3 separate regions of the Sus scrofa genome follow, and all the other regions are linked to region 2. The links are chromatin contacts, called in public Hi-C maps. All regions are on one chromosome and are shown on one strand. The core of a region is the stretch at or near the end of the contact, and the rest is flanking DNA. Distances in the headings are between cores, read along the strand shown. Region 1 holds the start of LOC102162715 (putative uncharacterized protein FLJ37770). Region 2 holds the start of WNT11 (protein Wnt-11). Region 3 holds the start of EMSY (BRCA2-interacting transcriptional repressor EMSY).

Region 1 (2,733 bases), core at 90-2,589, 130 kb after region 2:
GGCGGGGGACGGGAGTAGAAGGACCCCGGCGACCACAACCGTAGCATCCAAGTGCCTTTTTTGACAGCTGGGGAAACTAAAGCCCAGAGACGCAAGCGACTTGCCTGAGGTCACACAGCAAGCTAACTAGGGCGACAGCCCACGTTACCCAGCCTGCGCCGCCTCAGCTGCCTCTTACTTCGGATGGTGGCCTACGCGCCAAGCCCCCGCGGCCGCACGTGCTCCGAGGCCCTCGAGCGCCAGCCGGTCCTCCGCTCGCGGCCCGCTCCTCACCTCGGAGCGGGCTGGGGTCGACAGCTGTGCCCCCTCCCACCGCCCCCTCTAGCCCTGGAGCCTGCCCGCGGCCGGCGGCTGGCAGCGCGCACAGCAGAGCAGGGCCGGAGGGGCCGGCTCCACGCCCGCCGCTTACCTGGCCGGATCCCGCGGGAATCTGAAGAAGGCCAGATCCGACTGCGTGCTCTTCCGCGTGCAGTTGGGGGCCGCGCAGAAGTTCGGCATCTTCGTTTGCCCGCCGGCCGGCCCAGCCCTCCCCTCCCCGCCTCCTCAGGGCAGCCCACCCGCCCGTCGGGGCCGGGGAGGGGAGCCAGGCCGGCCGGCCGGCTCGGCAGGGCCGGCGCGCCGAGGGGAGGGGCCGGCGGGCGAGAAGCCGCGAGGGGCAGGAGGGGCGCCGCGGTCCGAGGCCGGGCTGGGGACGCGGCTCCACAGTGCTGTGAGCGGCCGGGAGGATTTACCGCCGCCGCCGCCGCTGGTGCACCTCCCGCCCGCCCGGGACGCTGCCGCCTCCTTCCCACAATGCACCCTGGCGCCCGGGGGTGCCCTCTCTTCCCTCAGCCTTCCTCCCCCGCCCCCTCCTTTCCGCCGACTTCTCCGCAGGCGGACACGCGCAAGGAAGCGCGCCCGCTCGGGTGTGGCAAGGCGGAGGCGGGGCCTGGCGCGGACTGCCGCACTGCGCCTGCGCGCACGGCCTACCGCGCAAGGGGAGGGTTTGGCGCATGCGGGCGTGTCTCCCGGGACTCTGGAGCAACCGAGCCCCAGGCACCTCCGGTAGGTTTGGCGTGCGCGGCTTTCTGCAGATCGGAGACTAGCTTGCCCGTTACATCACCGGTGCATCGCTTCTTGCTGGCTTCACTTGCCACCACACGGGCTTCTATTGCAGAAATCGCCTAGGCTCAGGGGCTGCAGAGCGGGGCGACCTTGGTGACTGATGTGCCCACCCCAGCAGATCTCCGGGCACGAGTTGGACACTGTTGTGGGTTGTAGGAGATCTCATTCTCCCCAACTTTGCAGCTGCTCTTGGGCTTCATCAGCTTCTCGATTGGAAGCCAAGGGGCTAAAACTCAGAAAAGCAAATACACTTCCCTGATGAGGCTTCCAGAGGAGCAAGAATAGCGACGTGATGCCACCTGCAGCCCTATAAAGATTGGCCCCTCTGTCTTCCCCTCACAGTCGTGGCCTCTTAACGTTCTTGTGTTCAAGTGCCAAAATGAGTGACCGCTATCTAGAACAAAGGATTAGTATCAAATTTTGCGTGAAATTAAACAAGTCGGCAAGCGAGACCCACCATCTTTTAAAAGAAGCTTATGGGGAGGAAGTCATGTCAAGGGCCAGAGTTTTTGACTGGCACAAAAGGTTTAAAGAAGGGCGAGAAGACATTCGAGATGATGCCCGAAGTGGTCGTCCAGTCACTCACCGGACGGATGAAAATATCCGGAAGGTCAAGGACTTGGTTTGTTCCAACAGGCAGTTAACCGTGAGGATGATGGCTGAAGAGTTAAATTTAGATAAAGAAACCGTTAGACTCATTCTCAAAGAAAACTTGAATATGAGAAAAGTTTCTGCAAAAATTATATCAGGTATTCTGAAGGGTGAGCCTCAACCTCGCAAACTTGACTTTCGGTCTGATCTTTCCAAGGAAACGAGGAAAAATAGCTCATGTGTGGGGAAAAAGGGAGCAGGTTCTGAAACATGGAGTCCTCTTCAGTGCAAAGCTGGTGGGGAAATGCCTCTGCCGCTATCCCATCCCAAAATCCATTACCCTGCCAGCCAGCTTCTGCAGCCTTCATCTTCAGCAAGCCTTCCCACCAGGGCCGCTCAGGATTGGTTCACACCGTGGTGAAAGGACTGTGGGGTAGCTGAACCCGAGCTGGAAAGCTGCCTCTGGCTTAGGCACCCTCACTTGCTACTCATCTATTTTCAGCTTCTTTCCCATTCCTCCCTACTGGTCCTGGCCCTGTTCCTTACTCTTTGCTCGACTCTTGAGCCATCTTCCTTGCTGTGCTCCACAACTTTGAAGACCTTTTGGCTGTTGACTTTGGTACTGGCTAGTGCCTGAATTTTTTTTTTTTTTTCTTTTTTCTAAATGAGGTTGGATCTTTTCACTGCCCAGAACTTAGCTTGTTATGGCTGTCTTCTTCCTTTTGCTCAATTTCCTGCCTCAAGGGATCCTATTCCCATGAAAGGTGGGAGCAGAACCTCTTGGAATCTCCCTCTCTGTTCCCAGGGAGGCATACGCCTCTGAGAGGATCCCAAAAGAAGGCCTGCAGTTCCAGCCTGCTTCACAGGGAGGGTCTGAGGTATGGTGCAGAAGGCAGTAGCATGCTGACATAGGGAGCAGTGCTAAGGGCTGATCCAGCCCAAATGACTCAGGGGGAGCCCCTCAGAACTCAGTGATCAGCCACCGTAACCTTCTCACAGACCTACCCCTTACAGAAGAGCTGAGTTTGCTTCTTTCTA
Region 2 (2,700 bases), core at 32-2,531:
CGCGCGGAAGGTCGCCGCGGGCCCGGCCTGAAGCCTGTCGCTGCGCAGCTCGCAGAGCCGACCCCGGGAATCCGTGACACAGAGCCACTGCTTCAAGGTTACCTGCGACGCCTAGCGAGGTGGGGCCCGCTCCCCGCCTTTGACCCTGGCCGCGAGATGCGTTTGCTGGGCTGCAGACGGTGCGCCAGGGGGCGGCGGTAGGGGTGGGGGTTATTTTGGAAGTGGGAAGGGTGGGGTGAGGGAACTCGGGGTACCTCATACAACCCTCTCTGAGCCCGACCCCGAGCGCCTAAGGGCCGTGAGGGTCTTGGAGGTACCTTAGCTCCGGGAGGTGGGAGGTGTGGGGCTCGTGCGCGAGCTCCGCCAGATGTTCAGAGCGGCTCCAGATGTGCCTGGGGGCCGGGACAGGACTTTCCTCCTCCCTACCCCCGAGCCTGGAGCTCAGGTCTGTAAACAAACTCTCGGTTCACTCCCTGGCCGCTTCTGGGGGCCCGTCTCAAAGCCAGGCGTCCGCCCCACCCCCCAATTTAGGAGGAACTGCCGTAGTTCTCTGCCTTTGGCCACCCTCTCCCGTCCCGCCACACACACCCCTGCTGCAGGATCCAAGTCCCCCACCCCCGCGGTGGCTCGGGCATGACCTCATCCGCGGGCTGACTGGGAGCGAGAGGGTCTTAAGGGGGGTGGGTAGGCTTGCGGCGGCCCGCGGGAAATGCACGGCCCCCCTGCACCATTCGTCCGCATAAAGCCGGCGCCCCCAGCCCCGCGGGACTGCGGTGAGTGGGGGGAATGCCTGGGAGAGCGGCGGAGGAGAGGCATGGAAAAGGGCTTGCTTTGCCTACCCGGGAGCGAGCGCCCGACGGGATCGCGCCGTCCCCCTCGGATTCGGGCGCCCGTAGCCCCCCGCCGCCCTGGCAGGTCCCCGCGGAGCTCTCGCCCGGTGCCCGCGGCCGCAGCTCACCTCCTGGGCCCTCGCCTGGAGGGGCCGGCCGGGGAGCGGCGAGCGCGGCCCCCAGCGGACCCGAGCGCTCTCCCTGCTGGGCCGGCGGCGAGGGCGCACTCTTCACTTGCGGCAGGAGAAGGACGCCCGGGATCCTGGCGAGCAGCGGCCGGCTCGGGGCTCTCGGGGACCGGGGCGCGGACTCAGGCCGCTCTGGAGGGGGCTCGGCTGCCGGGGCCTGCGCTCGCCCGCTCGCCCGAGCTCTCCTGCTCAGCCGGCACCGTCTCCCGCCCCGGCTGCCCGAACTGCTTTATAAGGCGCGGGCAGCTGCTTTGATCCGCCCACGTCAGCGCGCCGAAACCCCACCGGGTGGCTCGCGCCGCGCGCGGGGGGCGGGGGCGGGGTCCCCGCGGATGCCACGGACCCGCGGCGCCAGCGGCACGAGAGGACGTCGCACCCTGTTGCGTTCCAAAGAGGAGACTTACAGACTGTAACTGCAGCTGGTGTTAACTGAGCGTGCGGGCTGCGAGCCTACTGCGTGCCTGGGGTGCGTGGGGCCCAGGTAAGGCCGGTTTCTCAACCTCACAGCAAGCCCTCCACCCCGTCTGGTTTGGCAGAGGAGGAAGCCTGGGGCTCAGGCGAAAGTCCGACTTAGGTCTCGGTCTGGGGCCCAGGCATCCCTCGGTGTTGATCCTGTAGCTCAGGTCCCGGCAGACATCGGGGACCCCGAGAGCTGCCTCGGTGTCCCAGTCCAGCCTTCACAGGGTTGCCTCTCCAGATCGCTGGTTCCAGGTCTGCGGACTCTCAGCGAAGAAAGGAGGCGCCACGGCTCTGCCCTGAGAAGGCGCTGTAACCTTGGCACCAAGGAGGCAGGCGTCCCATCTCTGGGATGACTCTTAGGGAGTCTTCTGGGTACCTTGCCCTGGTCTCCAAGGAACCACCAGCAGAGGGCTGGTTTCAGAAGCTAAAGAGAAGGAAGAGTGCTCCTTGCGGGTGTAGAACCTTGCCTGGGGTTGGGGCTGGGGCTGTATTTCTGGGGAGACTTCCCTGGGACTGGTTCCACGCCCACCTGGGCCCTCCCTGGCTGACTGTGCCCCCTCCCCTTTCTACCTGCCCCGGTTGGTTACTGTGGTTGCCCTAACTTCTGTCTCTCCCACTCCCCACCTCAGGGGCCCCAACCCCAAGGATGATCTCAAGAATAATCTAGTTCTTTAGCAGAAGGGGAAATAGATTTAGTGAAAGGGGGCTTCTTTCAGATTTCAAAAAAATGCTTGGTACTCTTTCCCCAGTTCCTTGTAGGCACCCATGAACAGCACCCCTAGGCTGTCTTAACCTGGCTGTAACGGCAAACGATGCCCACGTCTGAGCCCAGAGTCCACCGCAGGTTCTCAGCCATGCAAGTGCCCCTGCACGTAAGCAGCCAGTCCCCTTTCTGCACAGGGCTGGGACTGATCTCCCCACAAGTGGTCACAAACACACTCAGGAGATCCTCGGACACACCGTAGGCCCCCACACACTCAGTTGCACATACAGGGGAAATGGCCGTACACATTTTCCTTTTCTATCTTTGCTTTTTTGTTTTGCTTTTTAGGCCACACCCATGGCAAATGGAGGTTCCCAGGCTAGGGGTCAAGTCAGAGCCATAGCCACCGGCCTACGCCACAGCCACAGCAATGCAGAATCCATGCCTTGACTGCAACCTGCACCACAGATTACGGCAACTGCAGATCCTTAACCCACTGAGCGAGGCCAGGGATCGAACC
Region 3 (2,700 bases), core at 140-2,639, 190 kb after region 2:
AAGGATGGAATGAATTAATACTTGAAATGCTTAAAAGAGTACTTGGCATTTAGCAAGCCCAAGAATAAGCTATAATACTTCTTGGCTCACACACTACTTATTATGGTCAGGGTCAGTTTTATCTTTGGAAAGCAGCCTGTCTTTCCATTTCTACTCCACTACCTGTCACCCTGACATTCGTCTTAGAGGAAGACACTTGAAGTCAGAAGACCGGGGATTATAAAGCCCAATTCTCTTCAATTCCCAGCTTTGTGAAATTTGGTGAATTCTTGACTATCTGTGTTTTTCGCATTCATAGTAGGGGGTACTCTGAATTATACCTGCCTCACTAAGATACTATGAGCCTCACCTCAAACAACGTATGTTAAACTATATTAAAGTTTCATTCACCATCTTTCCAAAAGTTCTTAACAATAACCACTTTCCTGGGCCTCAGAAAAGATTTTTAGCTAATGAGCAAATAGCACACAAATGCTGTTATTTATTTTCTCTTCGTAATTTACATCTCCATTCAAGTACAGCCTCACGTTTGTACAGTGGTCCAAAATTGAAAAACAATTTTCTCCTACGCTGTACCTCACAACATCCCCATAGGATAATATTAACCCAATATTTTACAAGAAAACACTCCTTCCCACTTGAACATTTTTTTAGAAAAATCAGATTCGATGTTATGTACAAAATTACAAGGGCGGGCAGTCACAACACTCGAATGGACCTTCAACAATAGCAGGCACTGGCTTCGATCTTTGGCAGCCATTAACTATATACTGGACCCTTTTTTTTCATCTGTAAAATAGGAGCGACAATACCCTCTTCACACACTTGTTCTGTAGTTAAATAAGAACAAAGGCTGAAGAGTGAACCTACCACGCCGCAGAGCCTCAAACAAATGCCTTTGCCTTCTTGCCTCTGACAGATAGAGCACTAGCATTCCCACTGGACACGGGTTGAAACCCGAAGTCGAGAACGCTCGAATTGTCCTTCTCCACTTGCAATTCCGCGCCCCCTCCAGATCGGGTCCGCGCCACTAGGTTGTCCACGGTGACACGTCTCGTAGCGTGGATTCTCTCTCCTCCAGCTGCGGCTGGCGGGCCTGGAAGCCGCTTAGAATTGCTCCCAAGCCGCTGAGGAATCCGATCCTAACCCTATACGGCCATACCGGCACGAAGCTGCTTTCCCACTGCCCCTAACACCCCCCCACCAGGGTAAAGGTCGCGGGAAAACCTCAGCTCCATCCGCCGACGCCATCTTGACCGGTACGTGTGACGCCACACGTAGCGGAGAGCGCAGCCCATTGGCTCAGAGATCGCAGCGGAGGAGAGGCGCGAGAAGCGGCGAGGAGGGGTTGGAGAAGACGCCAGGGAAACTACAATCCCAGCCTTCCTTGCGCGTGCGACTGCACTCTGAGAGCGAAAGAGGAGGGCGTTTGGCCTCGGACCACAACTCCCAGCACTCCCTGCGAGGTCTCTCCTTTCCTTTCAAAACCTGGAGGAAAAGAGGGACGCGGAGAATGGAGGCCTTCTGGTGTCCGTTCTCCGAAAGGCGGGAAAGGCAAACTACACCTCCCGACTGGCAGCGCGCCGCTGCGCCTGCGCCCTGATACCTGTCGCCATCTTGCCCCTTCTGAGGCACCGCAAACAAACCCAATTCCTGGTGTCCCCTAGTTTTGGCGGAGGAGCCTTTTAGATGAGCCCAGAAAGGCCGGGCAGGTGAGTGACTCTCAGACAGGGCGCTGGGAAGAGCTGGCAGGGTAGCCAGTCTGGAGGAGCGCCGGACCAAGCAGTCGGAGCCCGGCTTGGGGTGGCCAGTCCCATCCTCCGTTGTCTCCTAACGGGATCGTGGGGCTCCCCGAGGTGGGCTGAGGGGGGCTCTGGCACGCCTGGTGCTGGGATTGCGGGGGTCCAGCTCTGGGAGCCTCCCGGTAAGTCTCGGTCGTCTGCCTGGCTGTCCGAGCGTCCACTGTTTCTTTCCGTTGTCCTCTGTGCTGAGGAGGGAGCGAGGCGCTGATGCCTCCCGGGGCCCCTGCCTCCGGCTACTGGTCCTGCGAGGACTTGGGTCGCAAGCTTGACATTGAAGTGGGTACTGAGTGGCATCGGTGAGGAGGGTGGGCGGGCTGCTCTTGTTGTGGTGCTGCGGGAGTGAGTGCGTGTTTGGGGAGGGGGCGGGGCGGGCTTGCCTCCTTGACACTTGAGTAAGGGGAAGGATTAGATAGGATTCGGGTTCCCGGAGCCCGCTCCGGGAACCTCTGCCCAGGTCTCCAGTGCGGTCCGGCCCCGCGGTGGGGTCCGCCGGCGGGGACGCGTCGGGATGCCGTGACGTGGTGCTTGATTCCGGCGGTCGCCGGCCGCCTCCAAGATCCTGTCGGGAGGCGGGGACTGGCTTGTGGAGGGAGCGGATTCCTTTGGCTCTGCCCCTTCTTCCTCCTCCCCACCCCTTTTCTTTATGTCATTCTGCCGACTGGGGCGCGCAGTCCTGTTCTCCTTGCCCTGGGTTGGTTCTCAGCTCAGAGGACTATGGGAAGTAGGGGGAGGGGGTTCAACTCCAGGCATGGAGTTGGAGTTGCAGCCCCAGCGCCAGGAACGGGATGTAGCAGTTATTTCGGGTCGGTGCTTGACTCCTAGAATAGGTAGTGAGCTCGCTCAGGCATGCATGCATGCATGCATTCATTCATTCAGGTTACTCGCTGTTCTCAATCAT

What was found. A called contact is a pair of places that touch in the nucleus more often than the background predicts.
Region 1: a Hi-C map of skeletal muscle shows a contact between it and region 2, with 4 times the contacts expected there. The contact joins the promoter of LOC102162715 here to the promoter of WNT11 in region 2. A contact is called at or near these places in 2 of 5 promoter capture datasets (fetal liver and fetal skeletal muscle), 5 of 47 Hi-C or Micro-C datasets (embryonic fibroblasts, retroperitoneal adipose tissue and skeletal muscle) and 1 of 2 datasets of contacts at active chromatin or transcription factors (skeletal muscle).
Region 3: a Hi-C map of skeletal muscle shows a contact between it and region 2, with 4 times the contacts expected there. The contact joins the promoter of EMSY here to the promoter of WNT11 in region 2. A contact is called at or near these places in 2 of 5 promoter capture datasets (fetal liver and liver), 6 of 47 Hi-C or Micro-C datasets (embryonic fibroblasts, fibroblasts, heart right ventricle and 2 more) and 1 of 2 datasets of contacts at active chromatin or transcription factors (skeletal muscle).

The regions. Positions count from the first base shown.
Region 1 is chr9:10,565,931-10,568,663 of Sscrofa11.1, forward strand. LOC102162715 (putative uncharacterized protein FLJ37770) reads left to right here and starts at 1,340. Exons shown (of 2, transcript XM_021062536.1): 1 at 1,340-1,955. The coding sequence starts at 1,484. THAP12 (52 kDa repressor of the inhibitor of the protein kinase) reads right to left here and starts at 788. Exons shown (of 6, transcript XM_021062533.1): 1 at 410-788. The coding sequence starts at 498.
Region 2 is chr9:10,433,877-10,436,576 of Sscrofa11.1, forward strand. WNT11 (protein Wnt-11) reads right to left here and starts at 1,282. Exons shown (of 6, transcript XM_005667138.3): 1 at 959-1,282.
Region 3 is chr9:10,626,664-10,629,363 of Sscrofa11.1, forward strand. EMSY (BRCA2-interacting transcriptional repressor EMSY) reads left to right here and starts at 1,390. Exons shown (of 20, transcript XM_021062538.1): 1 at 1,390-1,712. It overlaps LOC102163793 (a long non-coding RNA gene), which reads right to left and starts at 1,306. Exons shown (of 3, transcript XR_001298634.2): 1 at 871-1,306.